3 separate regions of the Mus musculus genome follow, and all the other regions are linked to region 1. The links are chromatin contacts, called in public promoter capture Hi-C maps. All regions are on one chromosome and are shown on one strand. Each heading gives the region's core, a stretch centred on a gene start, on an enhancer-like site or on the middle of the called end of the contact. The rest is flanking DNA. Distances are from core to core; before and after follow the strand shown.

Region 1 (5,123 bases), core at 669-3,168:
CTGGAGTCTGCGCCCAAATTATTTCTGATTGGCGAATAAAGATCCTGGCAGCCAATAGCTGGGCAGAAGAGACATGGGTGGTTTAGGTTTCCTGGGCTTGTGGTCTGAGGAGAACCACAAGGAAAAGAAGGCGGTGGAGGGGGAGAAGCTGCTGTGGGTTAGGTGAGTCATAGAAACGTGGTCCCGAGGGCTGGCCAATCAGAGTTAAGAGCAGCCCAGATGAAACATAGTAAGTGATAACTTAGGGTTATTGATGGGAAAGTAGATTCTAATAGCATAGAAGGTAGGTATCTGCCCAGCTCTTGTGCTGTTTAAGGCTTACTGTAAATATAAAGGCTGTGTGTGTCTTTTATCTGGGGGCTGAATGATCAAAGGCAGGGTAGAAACTCTACGCTGGGATTAAAAATCTCTACGACAGAGGAGAGGGGGTTCCCAGCTGACATCTCAGGGGCACAATGAGGGTCTTCCCCGCCATCCTGTATTTAGCTCAGTTATGGTTTTCAAACCCATCCCATGAGGAGTTTAAAGAGGTCTTGCTCCATGAACCCTGTTCCTTCCACCCCCACCCCTACCCGATCCTCTTTGGGCGGTTGAAAGGAGACTTTGTAGCCTCTGGTGGACCACACCTGTAACCCCCAGTACACAAGGGCCAAGTTAGGTCTGAAATAATGGCCTGGTGATGTTTATATTACTCACTGCTCATATATTACTCACTGCTCATCAACCCTCACCCGAGGACCTCTCCACTCTCTAATGCAACTGTGCCCTAAACTGTTCCTGGCCTGAGGTATATCGCTTGGGAGACTGGGAGGAGGGGAGAGCCTGTGCAGCTTACAGAAGGCCTGGTCTCTGCTGGTGAAGACTTTCCAGTGGGGCCCACTTCCCTAGGCTCAGTAAGGAAGACCAATAGATTCATTGTTTCCCAGAGTGACCTGTGGCGGATTGTTTCCTGTTAACCCCTGGGGCTTTAGGAGGAGGGATACACATCCCCCATTCCCTAGAAGGAATTCAGCCACACCTGAGATGCAGAAGCAGGCTCTGTCTCCCAGACCCAAGCCTCCTTCCACATCTCCAGCTCAGATGCAGCCTCAGGAACTGTCAGGTGACCCGAGACCTGCCCAGGACAATCTCTAGTCTCACTGTGCCCCTCCTAGGTCCCTATGATGCCCCTGCATCAGCAGGTTTACCAGGCTTAAGGCGGCTCAGAGTTTATCTCCCCCTAGTTCTCTGAGAAGCCAAAGGTTCTTGGGCGGCCTGGCAGGATGCCCAGGTGACACAGTGTGGCTTAGAGTAGCAGCTCAGCTCCACTCAGCCTCAGTTTCCCCACTCCTAAAGCTGGCAGTAATCCCTACCTCAGGTGCCATGTTGGTGAGGGAGTCTGTGTGCTTTAGCCGGGTCATGTTCTTTTTCTCAAAGACTGGGTCCCAATGGGTGTGAGTGCGTGATCCCCCTGCCTCAGATCAGCGAGGCTCAGGCAGTGTGAAGTTAGAGTCTGAGTGATTGAGTGAATGAGTGAATGAGACAGCCTTTAGGAGAGCATAGGAAGCCATCAGGTGACCCAGTGTGGCCCTGGCTGGGCCTTTACCCTGGAAGTGTAACTTGGGTTTTGATGCCTCAGTTTCCCCACAGACTGGCTGGTTATAGCAACACCTGAGCCATCCCTCAAGAAGACCCTGAAGGTGTTTGCCCTGGGGTGCCCCACCCTCTCACCTTGGCAATCCTTATCACTCTTGGTCTCTGTGACCCTCGGGCTCTGTGCTGCTGTAGGGTGATGTTTAGCGACCCCAGAGCACCCCGTACGGCTGCTGTGAACTCAGGGGCTGGGTGCAGGTTGTGGGCCACCAGCTTATCCAGAGCTCCGGCTGGCGTGTGGAACAGGTCCATGTTGACCGGTACTCTCAGTAGAGTTTCGTTTCTCTCCAGGGCTTCTTGGGGGTGTTCCTGAGGTGACAGTGGGTGTGTTCCCTGAGTCACCTCCCTTCACTTTCGTTTTCTCCTCCCTGCTGAGTTCCTCTCTTCCCTGACTCAGGCTCAGGGTGTTTGTTGAGATTATCTGTTTATGGTTCTGCTGTCTCCTGGTGTGACTTCTGACCCTCTGGGCAGCCTGGGAACATTGGGGACCAGGCTCACAGGTCCCCTAGGTCCCCTGAGGCTTCCTGACCTCCTATTTGGGGACCCAAGATAGGCTGCCACAGAGCACCTCAGAGCCAGGCCTGAGGAAGCAGAGCCCCCCACAGTCCTCCCCACCCAAGTTCTCATCTATTGTTTTGCTGTGCTGCCCTGTGTTAACCTCTCTGGGCCTCAGTTTTTTCCATCTGTAAAAATGGGGTTATATTAATGAGCCTCCATTAAATGCCTGGTAGTGGTCTTAACATAAGTATGCAGGGTGGCAGATGGACAGAGAGGTTGAGTAAGTCATCTAGCATCACACAGCATGACTGTCAGAGTTAGAATCTGAACCCAGGTCTTCCAGTCCCAGGCATCCTGACTTTTTGCTCCTTGCTCTGCTGAGGCACAACGATGCTCCAAGAGGAGACATCAGATTGATGAGTGTGAGGCCCTTGGCTGGGGCTGCACAAAGGACTAAGGTAAGAAATGAGGGCTTCTGTGCTTAGCGCCCTGTTTGTGGGAGGAGATGCTGAAGACAGAAGCAAGGGCAAGTTCAGATTGGAGGCCAAGTGATGGTTCTGCTGCACGCCTGCGTGTTTGTGTGTGTGCATGTGTCTGTGTGTGTGTGTAGGGCATGTGTGTCGGAACATGTGTGTCTGTACTTGTGTGCGCGTGCATGTGCATATGTGTTCACACATGTGTATGTGTGCATGTGAGTGTCTGTCTGTGTATGTATTCATACGTCTGTACATGTGCACATGTGTGCGTGTACATGCGTGTCTGCATCTCTGTGTATGTGTGTGTGCGTGTGTGTCTGCCAGCCAAAACTGCACAAGTGTGGAACAGAGAGTCCGGTTTGTGTGTGTTGAGAACCTAGTGTCTTCAAGTGCTAATCACAGCTGACAGTGTGTGTGTGTGTGTGTGTGTGTGTGTGTGTGAGAGAGAGAGAGAGAGAGAGAGAGAGAGAACTGATATGAATAGGCTATAGTCTGGGGGGCACGATTTGAACACTCCAGGACAGAATATCTTTTTAGATGACAGTGTAATGATGTGGCCATCTAAACCCATCACCTGCCTCAGTCATCACACAGCTTGGCTCTGTTCACTGGAAGAGGCCATGGCCCTGGGGATTGAAAGGATCCAAAGGCATCCTTAGTCTCCTGTGGTCACTTTAGCTGGGGAATAAAGTAAGGGGGTTTCGAGCTATGCCAAACAGCTAGGCAGTCAAAGATAAGTGGGGAAGGCACATGTCATAGCCACATCCTGTGCCTGGGAGCCCTGGGAATCTGTTCTGTTTTAGAGCAGCGAGTGCAGACTGACACACCCTGCCCACCCACCTCCTAGCACCTTTGTTTCCTGTAAGATCTGCTGGGTCCAGGGTTACTGATCTACACATGTCTAGAAGGGACCAAGGAGCTGGGATGTTCCCTGGCCTTTCTTCAAGAGGAGAAAGGACTCTCAGGACCTCAAGGTGCAATCTTATTAGGAGATGAGGCTGTGCTCAAGGACAGTCATTAGGATAGGTCCTGGCCTGAGGCAGCTGGGCTTCTCCTGTGACAGAGTCAGTGGTCAGAGTGTGGTGGTGGTGGTGGTGGTGGTGGTGGTGGGTGGAGGCAGAGGTAGGACAGCAGAACCCAGCAGAAGATAGAATCTCACTTGCAACCTGGGAGGGGAGCTGCCTGCTGATGTCTAGACTTGTGGTTTGTAACCCAGACCCTTGAAGGTCTTTAACCTCACCCCCACCCACACTGTCACTTTGCCACAGGCGTATTTACACAGTTTGTCCCCACAGCCCCTATGAAATGGACCTGGCCCCTTTGCCTTCCTAGTGACTCTGGGTCTGTCGCTCACACACCATCTGCTTCTCTTATTTCTGTTTCTTTTGGGTTTTGTTCCCACCTCTGGGTCTTTACTGAGTCTGTTCCCAGCACCCTGCATGCTGTTTCACTTTTGCAATTGGCTGGAGGTCCTGAGTTCTTCTGTCCTTGGCTAAGAGGTCCCTGCCTCAAGGAGCAACTCAGGAGCCCTTTCCAGGGTCCCGGGGTAGAGTCAGCTGCCCTCCCCACCTCCCATAGAGTCTTATAAACTGAACTTCCTGAGAAAGGGGAGGAAGAACAAGAAGGAAAACCACGTGGGTCCTAAAGACTCTCCAAGGCTGAATATCTAATTAGAACTTAGTGATAGAGAGCTGGAATGTTGACAAGCCAGAGAAAAATTATCTTGGACTCTCTTCAGCACTTTTAGTAGTCAGTCAATGCCCACCATTGGATCTAGCCTAGCACTCTCGGAACGCTGAGGTAAAGCCTGTGGAATGTGTTCTGGCAGAACTTCAGGTTCCAATTGCAGAAGCTAAGAATATCTTCAGACAATATTTCCTCTTTGCATTAACCAGCCTACCCACATCTCACCCACATTCCCACCAAAGTATTTGGTAAGTGTCTTGTTTACAACTTCTTTTGTTCTGTAAGTATTTCCAGCTCAGACTCCTTTCCAGGAGAAAGCCCTCATCAATGTCCAGGGCTGTGGTCGCTCATCAGGGTAAGAGCTGTGTTTTCATGGATCCCTCCAATAAACAGTCTGTGTCACTTCATGATTTGAAGTGAGCCAGCCCTGCTGGAGAGCACCTGTCTCCCAGCACATAGGTCCCGGGCTTCCTGACATTTGTCTCCTCAATCCTGAATGTGAGACATGGCCTGAACCAAGCCTGTAGGAAGCATTGAGTGTGTGTGTGTGTGTATGTACATCTATGTGTGTGCGTGTGTCTGCCTGTCTGTCTATGTGGTGTATCTGTCTGTCTCTGTGCCTGTGCAGTTGCATGTGTACCAGTTTCTCTGCGTGTATGTGCGTCTGTCTATCTGTCTGTCTTCCAGTCTCTTTGGATGTGTGTGTGTGTGTCTGTCTGTGGTATATCTGTCTGTCTCCGTGCCTGTGTACCTGTGTGTGTACCAGTCTCTCTGCATGTGTGTCTGTCTGTCTCTGTCTGCCAGTCTGTGTGTGCATCTATGTATATGTCC
Region 2 (5,123 bases), core at 832-3,331, 350 kb after region 1:
GAGTGACCATTCTTTAGCTGGGAGGGTCCAGTGAGCCTCCCCCAAGACCATCATCCTCTGCCTGGCTCTGCTCTGGGAAGCTGAACTCTGTGGGTCACAGGAGAAGGTCCCTCTGAGCACATGCCTGTACCCCTGCCTCTTAGCCCTCTTGACATAGCAGTGGATTAGGACAACGCAGCTAGAGTTGGAAAGGGAGGAAGGGACCGCCAGGAACTTCTTCCTCTCTTCCGCACCACCTCTTTTAAGCCCAAAGTCTCTGCTGAGGGCATTTTCCCTGGCCCAGGAACCTCCCACTTCAACCAAGTGACAGAATCTATATTCACATCTTCATAGCTGCACGGTGCCTCTCAAAGGCAGGAACACTAACCTGTCTCGGGACTGAATCTTTGCTAAATTGAAGAGGATTTGAACCCCAAATTATTTTCAGTATAATTATCATAATTTCAGTATAAAGCTGCTGTTTCTGCTATTGTGGTGGCAGTCATCTTTAATCCCAGCACTGGGGAGGCAGAGGCAGGTGGATCTCTGAGTCCAAGGCCAGCCTGGTCTACAAAGTGAGTTCCAGGACAGCCAGGGCCACATTCTGAGATTGTTTGAAAGCAAAATAGAACATGTTCTACCCAGGGAGAGGAAACATTAGAGCATTTGTCCCTGAACTGCAAACAGGCTTTGAAGTATAGGGTTACTTCCTTGTAACTATATTTTTTTTTGGAAGAATTATTTTATATACTTGAGTACATTGTAGTTGTCTTTAGACACACCAGAAGAGGGCATCAGACCCCATTACAGATGGTTGTGAGCCACCATGTAGTTGCTGAGAATTGAACTCAGGACCTCTTAATCACTGACCCATCTCTCCAGCCCCCCTTGTAACTTTCGATTTGCCTGAGGAAGACCTTGAACTCCCATCCTGCCTCCACCTCCCAGGATTACAACCTTTGGTTTGCTGGTTTTCTTAGATTTAAAAGACATGACATTCTTTTACATATTCCTGGGGTCAGAGTGACATTTCAGTCTGGTAGACACTGTGGTCAGACTGAGACAAACGGCGTTGCCATCATAGGAAACATTATCATCATTTCTTCACATCAGGGAGTGCGCAAATCCTTGCAATTAGCTATTCTGAAATACACCATTAATTGCTGTCAGCCACAATCATCCTCCCGTGCTACAGAACATTAGGTTCCACAGCCCCCATCACACTGCACCCTGAGCTCATTCATCATTTCCCCCCGTCCTCCGCAGTATGCATACTTCTGATCAGAATGGTACTCGGGATATTAAATATTTAGCTGGGCCTCACGTGACATGGAAAAAAAAAGCTGTGGTAACTGTGATTTGACAAAATTGGGAGGAGAGAACCTCGACTAAGGAATTGCCTCTGTCATTCTGGACTGTGGGCAGACTGAACTATAGTTGGGCCCAGTCTACTGTGGGTGGTGCCATCCCTAGGCTAGGGATGCAAAGGTGGGGGGTGGGCCAAGCCAGAGAGCGAACAGAGAGCAAGGCAGCAGTAAATGGTATTCCTACGGTGTCTATTTCAAGCTCCTGGAATTCCTGCCTTGGTTTTCCCTTGATGATAGATACTGTCTGCCAAATAAATCCTTTCCTTTCCAAGCTGTCTTTAGTCAAGGTGTGTATCACAGCAAATGCAGTTTCTGGAATCTGGACTAGGTAGGGGAGGGGCATCTGCAGTGTAAGCTCCAGGACCAAGGACACCAAGCAGAAGTGAGATGGGACCACACAGCAGGCACTTGGGCCAGGAACTTCTCTGTGGAATGGCAACCTAGTTTAATCCATGGCCTCCTCGCTGTAGAATTTGGCCCTTCAAGCAAAACAGCCGCCATCTTCATTGGATCAGCCTGCTTACAAGTCCCTCACATGTGGATTCTGTATGGATTGTTGAACCTCCCTCAGAGGCAAAGCGTGAGAAGCGCCCTCAGTCTCCCTAGCCTTCCACTGGCAGCTCTTAACTTGAGATGGCCTCAAGGTCTCAGCAGCTGCTAGGGTACAAAAGGCTGAGGAAGGTAACTGATTGGGGCTCCATCTATGCAGTTATCCAGAGCCATCACCCATGCTGGGTGTGGACTCCAGGACCACCCACATTGCCAGTCACCCCTCAGCCACACTCTGTAAGGTGCCCAGTACTTCACTGGCCGCCCAGAGTGAACTCTGATGAACTTGTACTCTGGTTTGCCATTGGGACTGAATGAGACAAGGACAAGTACTGAGCGTGTCTCCACCGGGGAAGCACTGCTCTCACCTGCTCATCTTGGAGGGGCATAACACCAGTAGGCTCTTTCACAGCGGCTCTAAAAGGATGTCACACTGCCCACCATGTACAGCCCAGGATCTCAGGAGAATGTGAACTAAGGCAAAGGGGCCAGGAGTCGCCCGTTCTGAGGTCTCCCGGCTGCTCTTCCTCACCCCATCAGGTCTCAGCCCCCTCAGGCACCTTCAGTAGTAACATCCCATTAACTCCCTCTGACGTGTGGCCCGGGAGGAGTGGGCATGCTTCTCCTGGCTAACTGGTACCATGTCAGGTGGTTTTGGTTATTGCTCACCTGTCTGGCATGGTTCACAGCCTTGCATTTAAAAGGCAATCTGTATTTTCTGGAGAGTCACATGCCTGGGTAGATTGCATCATTTTCATGATGCACCTGGGCTAGACCCTAAGGCCCATGACATGTTATAGTGTAAGTACCCCCAATGCCTTCCCCTCCAACAGAGAACAAACAAGTACCTACTTGGGTGGTCATGAAGTGATTTCTTCCTGTCCAGAACACGCTGAGGTCGGAGGGTGGGGGCCTAGAGCGGGCGGGCACGGCTCAGCAGCAGGAAGCCTCTCTGTACTGCTGGGCGGGCTCAGTGATGAAGACAGAACCCTTGCTTTGAACATGACTCGTCCTGGGAACACCAAGGTTCCCAAGAGCAGTGCTGTCCCTCGGCATAAACACCTTAACACTGCTCAGCCAACCCTGTGTCCTGGTCACTCCCACAGTTTGGGTCTTTATTCCCTCCCAAGTCCTTCTGGGCAGAGCTCCTGCCTGTCCTTAGAGGCCACTCGCTGCAGTTCTGTGGCTCCCACACAGAACCTGGGATGACGGGCCAACTGAGCCACCGTCCCACTTCTTCCCACCACTCCTTCCCCACACACGACAACAGACCAAATGACAAATACTGTAATACAAGAAAATGATTTTATTCTAATTTTTAGTTCCAGACAGCTCACAAATCCACTGCCTCTGACAATACCCAGAGTATATGCAGATACACTCATGGCACAGCTGGGGAAACTTGAGGTTTCTCTACACAAACTATTCTGTTAATGTCGCTTAAAAATCCAGACTACATGATATGCGTGGGCAAAAAGTCAGCTGAGTGCGTCTCTTGACACTAAAGTGTATTAAACAGCAAACAGCCAACCCTTACATGATTCACACCAAAATGATGACACCCAAAAACACGTTCCTTTTAAAGGACAGGTCTATCAGTAAAATATTATATTTCTTTAATACTCTGCCTGATGGATGCTTCATACGCTGTGGGAAAGCTAAGTGTGAGTCTGGCCATCGGCTTCTTGGATGGGCCTTTCCCACCAGCTTTTATTAATCAGAGTCACAATTAGGTCATAAATAAACAGGTATATTATTAATCCCATGATTGAGGTTTAGGAAGAGGAGTTGTGAAAACTACTTGGATGCACAGCCAGGTTCTACAGCACCAACAGGAACTGCTCTCTGCTTCCTGTGCCCTCAACACCCCACAAGAGCAACAGCTGCTAGTGACTGGGGATGCAGTGAGCTCTACTCGGGAGCTTCCTTCCAAGAAAGGGAAAGGGTTCAACAAAGCAGTGGGCTAGCACAGACCCTGAGACAGGCGTCTGAAACTAGGACAATGTAGAACGAGCCCACACTTCTGCCTGTGCTTCCTTCCCGAGCGCATCTGCCCCAGTCCTGTCCCAGAAACAAGGCTTATATTCTTGGACTCCCACCAAAACCCCTAGAAACAACACTGAGCACCTCTGAGCTGCTGACAGCACCACTTCCTAACCCCAGTCTTCCATTAGAAAGGCACCAGCTGCAATGGCAGAGGCAACCTGGGGCCTCAGGAAGGCTGCACACCCATGTGACAAGCATTACGACTCTCAAGTATAGCTTTCTAGAAACCAATACCATGTGCTAGACAATGCCCCACCCCACCCCCTCCCCAAATAGAAAAATCCTATACTTCTGATTTAAAGGCTCAGCAGTGAGGGGAGACTCGGGTCACATGCAGCCTGCTCGATGCTGGCCCTGTGCCTCTGACCTGCTCATGAGCCACCTGTGCAACTTCCACTCTCGCTGTCTCAAATCCACACCTCCCATACCTCATCTTCCCAGACACCGCACCGCACAGCACACAGCTGAGACCCTGCAACCACCTTCCATAACACTGACAGATCTGGGACACCTAGGGATTCCTGTTGCCCTATTGGAATGACAGCTGGCTGGCTTCTGGGGGGAATCCAAAGGAAAACACTTGCTGTACCGAACACAGGGGGCCAAGGGCAGGTCTCTGTTCCAGGATCTCAAGCTGCAAGTAGAAATGTTAGCTTGAGAGATCAGCAGCTCAGCTAACCTCTGTGTGCTGGTGAGAAACTTTGCCCTCCAAGTCCAGAGTCTAGACATTACCACCAACCCAACACAGTTCATTGTGACAATGTGCTATAGAGAGTAGGATCTGGGATCCTGGCTGTGAATGCTGAACTGATCTCATTACAAACTCTCGGAGAAGACAGCAGTCTCCACATTCCCACCAGGCCATGCTGTGCTCTGAAGCAATCGAATTCAGTTGGAGAAGGGGCCAGGATCGATGCACATGCTCTAAGAAAATGGTGGCCCCTGTGCTCCCCAACTACCTCAGGCTGCCAGGGAGCAGGAGGCCCCAGACAGGGCAGCTGCAGGGCAGGTCCAATTCTTCCTTTCAGGAATGGAAGCAAGAAGAATCAAGTGGAGACTGTGCGGTTGCTTGGTCACGAGCATCACATCTGGAAGCTCTCGCTGAAACGTGCTCTCAAGGATCAACACTGGGCAGAGGGACATCTCTGGAGAAGGCACTTACGGCAGAACATTAGCAAATCC
Region 3 (5,123 bases), core at 1,408-3,907, 270 kb before region 1:
ACGCTAGAGAACCCTGACTAACACACCTCCCAGTCCTCTTCTGAGCGCTGGGATTACAGGTGTGCCCTAGCACGCCAGGTTTATGTAATAGAGGCGATGGAACCCAGGGCTTTGATGCTGGTCAAATAAACTACAGGCCAGCCCAGCCCAGCCCAGCTTTTATTGACTTGGGGTTAGTTCCTAAGGGACTGGGGGCAGGAGCTGCATGCCTGCATGTGCTTGTGATGTAAGCACTCAGGAGGTTGATCAGGGATCCAAGGCAGACTATGCTACACAGAGAGAGCTTGCCTCAAAATAGAGACTGAAGACAGGGCAAGCCCGCACATGGTGCCCTGGGCAGTCATCCTCTCAGTGGAACTTGGGGCCTTTCCTTTCCTGACACACAATATAGTCCCACTCTGGTTCTCACAAAAGCCCCTGCTGGACACTTCTGTGGACCAAAACACAGAGGCAGCTGATACTTTCCAAATATGGTCACGGCAGAGTCTTGGTCATCTCACATGCCCTGGGAGAGTCAGGGGCTGTTTCCCTCTCCACAGTGGCTATGGGGGAAGTGGCACTCTTAACTTCTGCCATAAATTCCCAGAAGGGGGTATAGTTAGCTCTCCTTTTGCTCTCCAGTCCCCTGTACTGACTCCTCCTGAGGTATCTTATGAGCACACATCTACCTTGGCATAGCCTGTGCTGGAGAAGCCCAGGAATCAGCTATGTAAAATGGGGAGTCCACGGGGAAGAATCCCTGAGGCTCTGCAGAGAAAAGCAAATGTCTGAGCAGCCTCGGGCTCGGGCTGGACATGCAAGCAGAAGAAGGGCTTGGGTCGGAACCTTTACACGGCAACTCTCCCAAAATCATGCCTCTCAGACACTCAGACATATATTAAGATGTTGGTGGATTAGATCTGTCACTTTGGGAATGGTTGTTACGCAGCAATAGCTAACTGATACATGTCGGAAATCTTCCCCTTCCAGGGGAGGAATTCAATACTGTCCCCCACCCCGTGCGCGCGTGCACGCACGCACGTGCCCCTGCTCTTTGTGACACGTGACACATTTGAAGCAGGTCCTGTGCACTCGAGAACTGTGGTGAGGATGGTGAGCCTTGGTGGTACATGCCTTTGGTGGTAAAGCACTAGGAGGCCGAGAGGACAGATCTGTGAGCTTGGTCTATATGGCTGGTTCTGGTTCTACTTAGTGAGATCCCATCTCAAAGCAAGCAAACAAAGACACAGAAAAGCATAGTGGTGCCGGCAACTGGGGTTCTGGCAGTTCTACCACTCAACTCTATTTTGATTTCATTTTCTTTACTTTACATCCTGACTGAAGTTTCCTCTTCCTCCCACCTGTTCAACTCTTACCATGACAGATGAAGTACTACTGATACAGTTTAACACAGTTTAATACTTTACACTGTGTGTGTGTGTACACGTACATGCGAGCACGTGTGTGTTCATGAACGTGTGTGCAGGCGTGCATATGTGCGTGTGTCTGTGTGCACACATGTGTGTGTGTGCATGTGTGTGTCTGTGTGTACATGCATGTGTGTGTGTGTGCGTGTGTGTGTGTGTGTCTGTGTCTGTGTGTGCACATACCATGGTACACATGTGGAAACCAGAGGACAACCTCCAGGAGTAAGATCTTCGTCACTGTTGGGTTCTAGGGATCAAGCTCAGGTCGTGGGGCTTAGCATCAGTGCCCACATCATTACCCACTGTGCCATCTCAGCAGCCCCGCTGGGCGTGCTCTTTAATTAATCATGGTCTGGGGACTAATCCTAAGGCTCTGAGAACACTCAGCAAGCACCCTGCCACTGAATTTCCCACCGCACCTAAGCCCCCCTTTTCACTTTGCATTCTGGGAAACGGCCTTACTAAATGCAGATGCTGCCCTTGAACTGGAACCTGGTCAGGCTTTTTGAATTTGTTTTTAATCCCCCCAGCCTCCTGAGAAAAGCTGAGGTTGCAGGGCTATACCACTGCCCATCTTGATGTTTGCTGTAGTCTTCTAGGTTGGGGTGCAGCTCGGTGGCTTAGTGTGTGCTGGAGAGGGGAATGCTGACAAATGTCAGATCCAGGCATTTCAGGCTCTACAACCAGACTGCTTGCAGGCAGCAGGAGACCGTTTAAATCATCACCACCACCATCATTATCACCATCACCTTTATTACCGTCATACTGAGAAAATGTCTTGCTGGGATGCTCAGACTGGCCTTAATATCACAATCCTCCTGCCTCTGCCTCTGAAAGGCCAGAACTATGGGCATACACCACCACCATGCCACGTTTCCCCTTACTTTACTATAGCTCTCACCCTTCCATACCACCCTCAGTAACAGAAACTCTAAGCTTCCCCCAACTCCCCCCCCCCCCCCCGCTCCCCTTAGACTTCTCTCGGGCCTCCTGAAGTCTATAACCCACGTGCTTTCAATATAGCATCTACCTGAAAGCAGAAGTGACAGGCTGGGGACAGAAAGCAGGTGGAGAATGGGGAAGACAACAGGGAACAGCTCACAACCCCCACCCTCGGCTGGGAGGCTGTGTCTTTAAGAGCTGGGGCGGGGCGAGCCTTAAAGGGCGTGTCTTGGGCGGGGACAGAGAGGCTCGGGCGTGGCCCGACTGGCAAGTAGGCGGAGTGGAGGTTGTGGGGGCGTGGCCAGGCTGCTCCGGGCCAGGACTCTAGGGGCGGAAGGTTGTGGCGCTGGCCATCCGGCTAGAGGAAGACTCCGAGGTCGCGGATCCAGGCCCCGCCCGAGGTAAGAGGAGCTTCGCAGCCTGTGCACTCGTCGCTCCAACTTCAGCTTCTCAAATCCGCTTTCAGCTGGGACCCCAAAATCAGAAAGTGCTTCCCGATTCCCAACCCCATCCCTCGCCGTCAAGTCTGCCCACTTCACCAACGCCGCAGCACACAGGTGTCCGCATTGCCGGAGGCGCTTCATGCGAGCTTATTTGGAAATGAGTAGAAGAAACTGGAGTGGAGGTGACTTGAGGACGCGGTGTCTGGCTGTCCCTTGGGTCAGCGCTAGAGTCCATTTCACAGATGCGGACCCAGAGGCCATAAGCCCAGCCCCCCCTCCCCTCAGGCTGCCCACCCAGAAAATGCAGAGAGGGAACTGAAGGGTTCTGTGTTTTTCCACTCCACGCCCGTGCCAAGTGGAGTAGCTAGAAAGCGGAGGGGAGAGACTCGTTTTCTGTCAACAGGTGAGGAAGTGGCTGTATTCCCTTCTTCCTCTGGGGTCCTATCTTGTCCTTTGCCCTCTTCCCCCCCCCCCCCGGGGGTGGCGATTTAGAAATGCTTGTGTAAAGAATCACACCCCCTCAAATAAAGCTCAGATGGCCTTTGGCTCCCTGCTTGCAGAAAATAAAATGCACAAAACACTTGGGGCAGCCTGCCTAAGACTCGGAGCCAGTTTTCTGCTTGGACAGAAAAATAAAGCTCTTTCCCCCTGGCTGGAGGAAGTGGGTTATTCATATTGCAGCCCCACCCGCCGATTCGGCTGGTCCCAGTTTAGGCGCCTTTGAGCAACTCACTTCCCTCCTGGCCTCGATTTCTCCATCCAAGGACGGTTGGCTTTCTGGTTTTCTCCCTTGCCACATGACTCTGGGGACAGCCTGGTGAACACTCAGAGAGGGCAATGTGGTGTGGCACTTGAGCTGACAGTGAAAACCGAGAGTGAGGTTGCTTCCCAGTGCCTCAGTTTCCCCATGGAAGGATACCACAGCAGGTTGTGAGGTGTGATATACCGTCTTTGATCACAACCAAGTCCACCTCAGATGTGTGCTTTTAAGGCTGGGACCCAGGGGCTGGTGCACATCTGACATCTCAGCCACCCAAGAGGCTGAGGCAAAAGAAATATGTGCTCAAGGTCAGCCTAGCAGATAGAGGAGACCCTGCCAGTGGTGGCACACGCCTTTAATCCCAGCACTCGGGAAGCAGAGGCAGGCGGATTTCTGAGTTCAAGGCCAGTCTGCTCTACGGAGTGAGTTCCAGGACAGCCTGGGCTACACAGAGAAACCCTGTCTCGAAAAACAAAACAAAACAAAAAGTAGGAATAGGGTAGAAGGGGGTCGTGCTTCAAATTTATAATCCCGACACTTCCAAACTAGAAGCAAGAGGATGGTCACTAGCTCAAGGGCAGCCTGGGCTACCTCATGAATTCCCAGGCTAGCCTGACTCAACAAACAACTAAAAATCACTGGGATTATAGCCCAGTGGTAGAGTGCTTGCCTAGCATATATAAGTCGCTGGGGTCCATCTTTGATGTCCCACCCAAAAAAGGAGAAAAAAAAAATTCCGAAAGTCTGAGTTCCTAGTTCTTGCAAGTGAATATTTCTCATACAGTCTGGCTCGTTCCCTAAGCTTCTTGCAGACCTGATGTCCGGGTGAGGGGCAGATCTCGGAGTCACCTATGGGTTGTGGGTGTGGTGCTCCAGAACAGGAAGCACGTGATGCAGGCCCAGGAGGGCTACGGAATGGAATGGGGTTTCTAAATGGGTGGATAGGGACTTGGCTTAGCTGGGAAAGGTCTCTGGGCCCCTCCTCCTGAGGCCATGCATATGCTAAAATCCCCTCCTCTTACCCTACCCTGCAGGCACTAGAGCAGCCAGCCCGTGAGCAGAGAGGGCTCTGGTCAGGCCTCAAGGGGCCCATGGCAAGCAGATGGCTGGCTCTGCTCTGGGCTCCTGTCTTCCTCTGTGTGGCTCTGATACTGGAGACGGCGTCTGGGACCGGAGACCCATCCACAAAAGCCCATGGACACATCCAGTTTTCAGCTGGAAGTGTCAACCAGACTGCCATGGCGGATGTGAGTACCTGGTCGGGGCAGGAAGGCGAGTCGGGTTGGGGGCGTGTCTGTTGTAGTCCCAGCTAATCATTACAACCCTGGGATCTACAGGAATCCTCAGATAAAGTTAGAGATTTCAGAGAACTGTGAGCTGTGTGGCCAGTAACAGTGTGTGGGGAGGCTGTGCGTTTCCGCAGTGGTCGGTGGTCTGTGACAAACTTATTCTGTGAACCAGTCATCTTGGAGCCAGGCTTTAAAGGAAAGGAGGAAAGCCTCTTTGACGGGACAGACATGTGGGGGAAAGGCTAGGAACAAGTGCAAAGGCCTGGTGGCAGGTTCTAGCTTA

What was found. Promoter capture Hi-C pulls out the DNA fragments that hold promoters and counts their contacts.
Region 2: a promoter capture Hi-C map of embryonic stem cells shows a contact between it and region 1, with 3 times the contacts expected there. The contact joins the enhancer-like site here to the promoter of Oas3 in region 1. A contact is called at or near these places in 1 of 39 promoter capture datasets (embryonic stem cells), 1 of 15 datasets of contacts at CTCF or cohesin (CD8 T cells), 1 of 484 Hi-C or Micro-C datasets (embryonic stem cells), 1 of 115 datasets of contacts at active chromatin or transcription factors (CD8 T cells) and 1 of 9 other capture datasets (embryonic stem cells).
Region 3: a contact with region 1 is called in a promoter capture Hi-C map of stem cell-derived epiblast-like cells, with 2.2 times the contacts expected there. The contact joins the promoter of Slc8b1 here to the promoter of Oas3 in region 1. A contact is called at or near these places in 2 of 39 promoter capture datasets (pre-B cells and stem cell-derived epiblast-like cells), 1 of 15 datasets of contacts at CTCF or cohesin (large pre-B cells), 4 of 484 Hi-C or Micro-C datasets (bone marrow-derived macrophages, embryonic stem cells, haploid embryonic stem cells and 1 more), 5 of 115 datasets of contacts at active chromatin or transcription factors (bone marrow-derived macrophages, embryonic stem cells and pancreatic cancer cells) and 1 of 9 other capture datasets (liver).

The regions. Positions count from the first base shown.
Region 1 is chr5:120,775,741-120,780,863 of GRCm38.p6, forward strand. Oas3 (2'-5' oligoadenylate synthetase 3) reads right to left here and starts at 1,919. Exons shown (of 16, transcript NM_145226.2): 1 at 1,711-1,919. The coding sequence starts at 1,884.
Region 2 is chr5:121,127,355-121,132,477 of GRCm38.p6, forward strand. It overlaps Ptpn11 (protein tyrosine phosphatase, non-receptor type 11), which reads right to left. Exons shown (of 16, transcript NM_001109992.1): 16 at 3,179-5,123. Among named protein-coding and RNA genes, the nearest start is that of Ptpn11, 61 kb to the right of the region's middle. Within about 2 kb of position 2,082, at least 6 of the 459 cell types and tissues checked have an H3K27ac peak or open chromatin away from gene starts, as enhancers often do. A contact at or near this core is called in embryonic stem cells, where this site is marked.
Region 3 is chr5:120,508,535-120,513,657 of GRCm38.p6, forward strand. It overlaps Slc8b1 (solute carrier family 8 (sodium/lithium/calcium exchanger), member B1), which reads left to right and starts at 2,658. Exons shown (of 16, transcript NM_133221.2): 1 at 2,658-2,749; 2 at 4,586-4,798. The coding sequence starts at 4,643.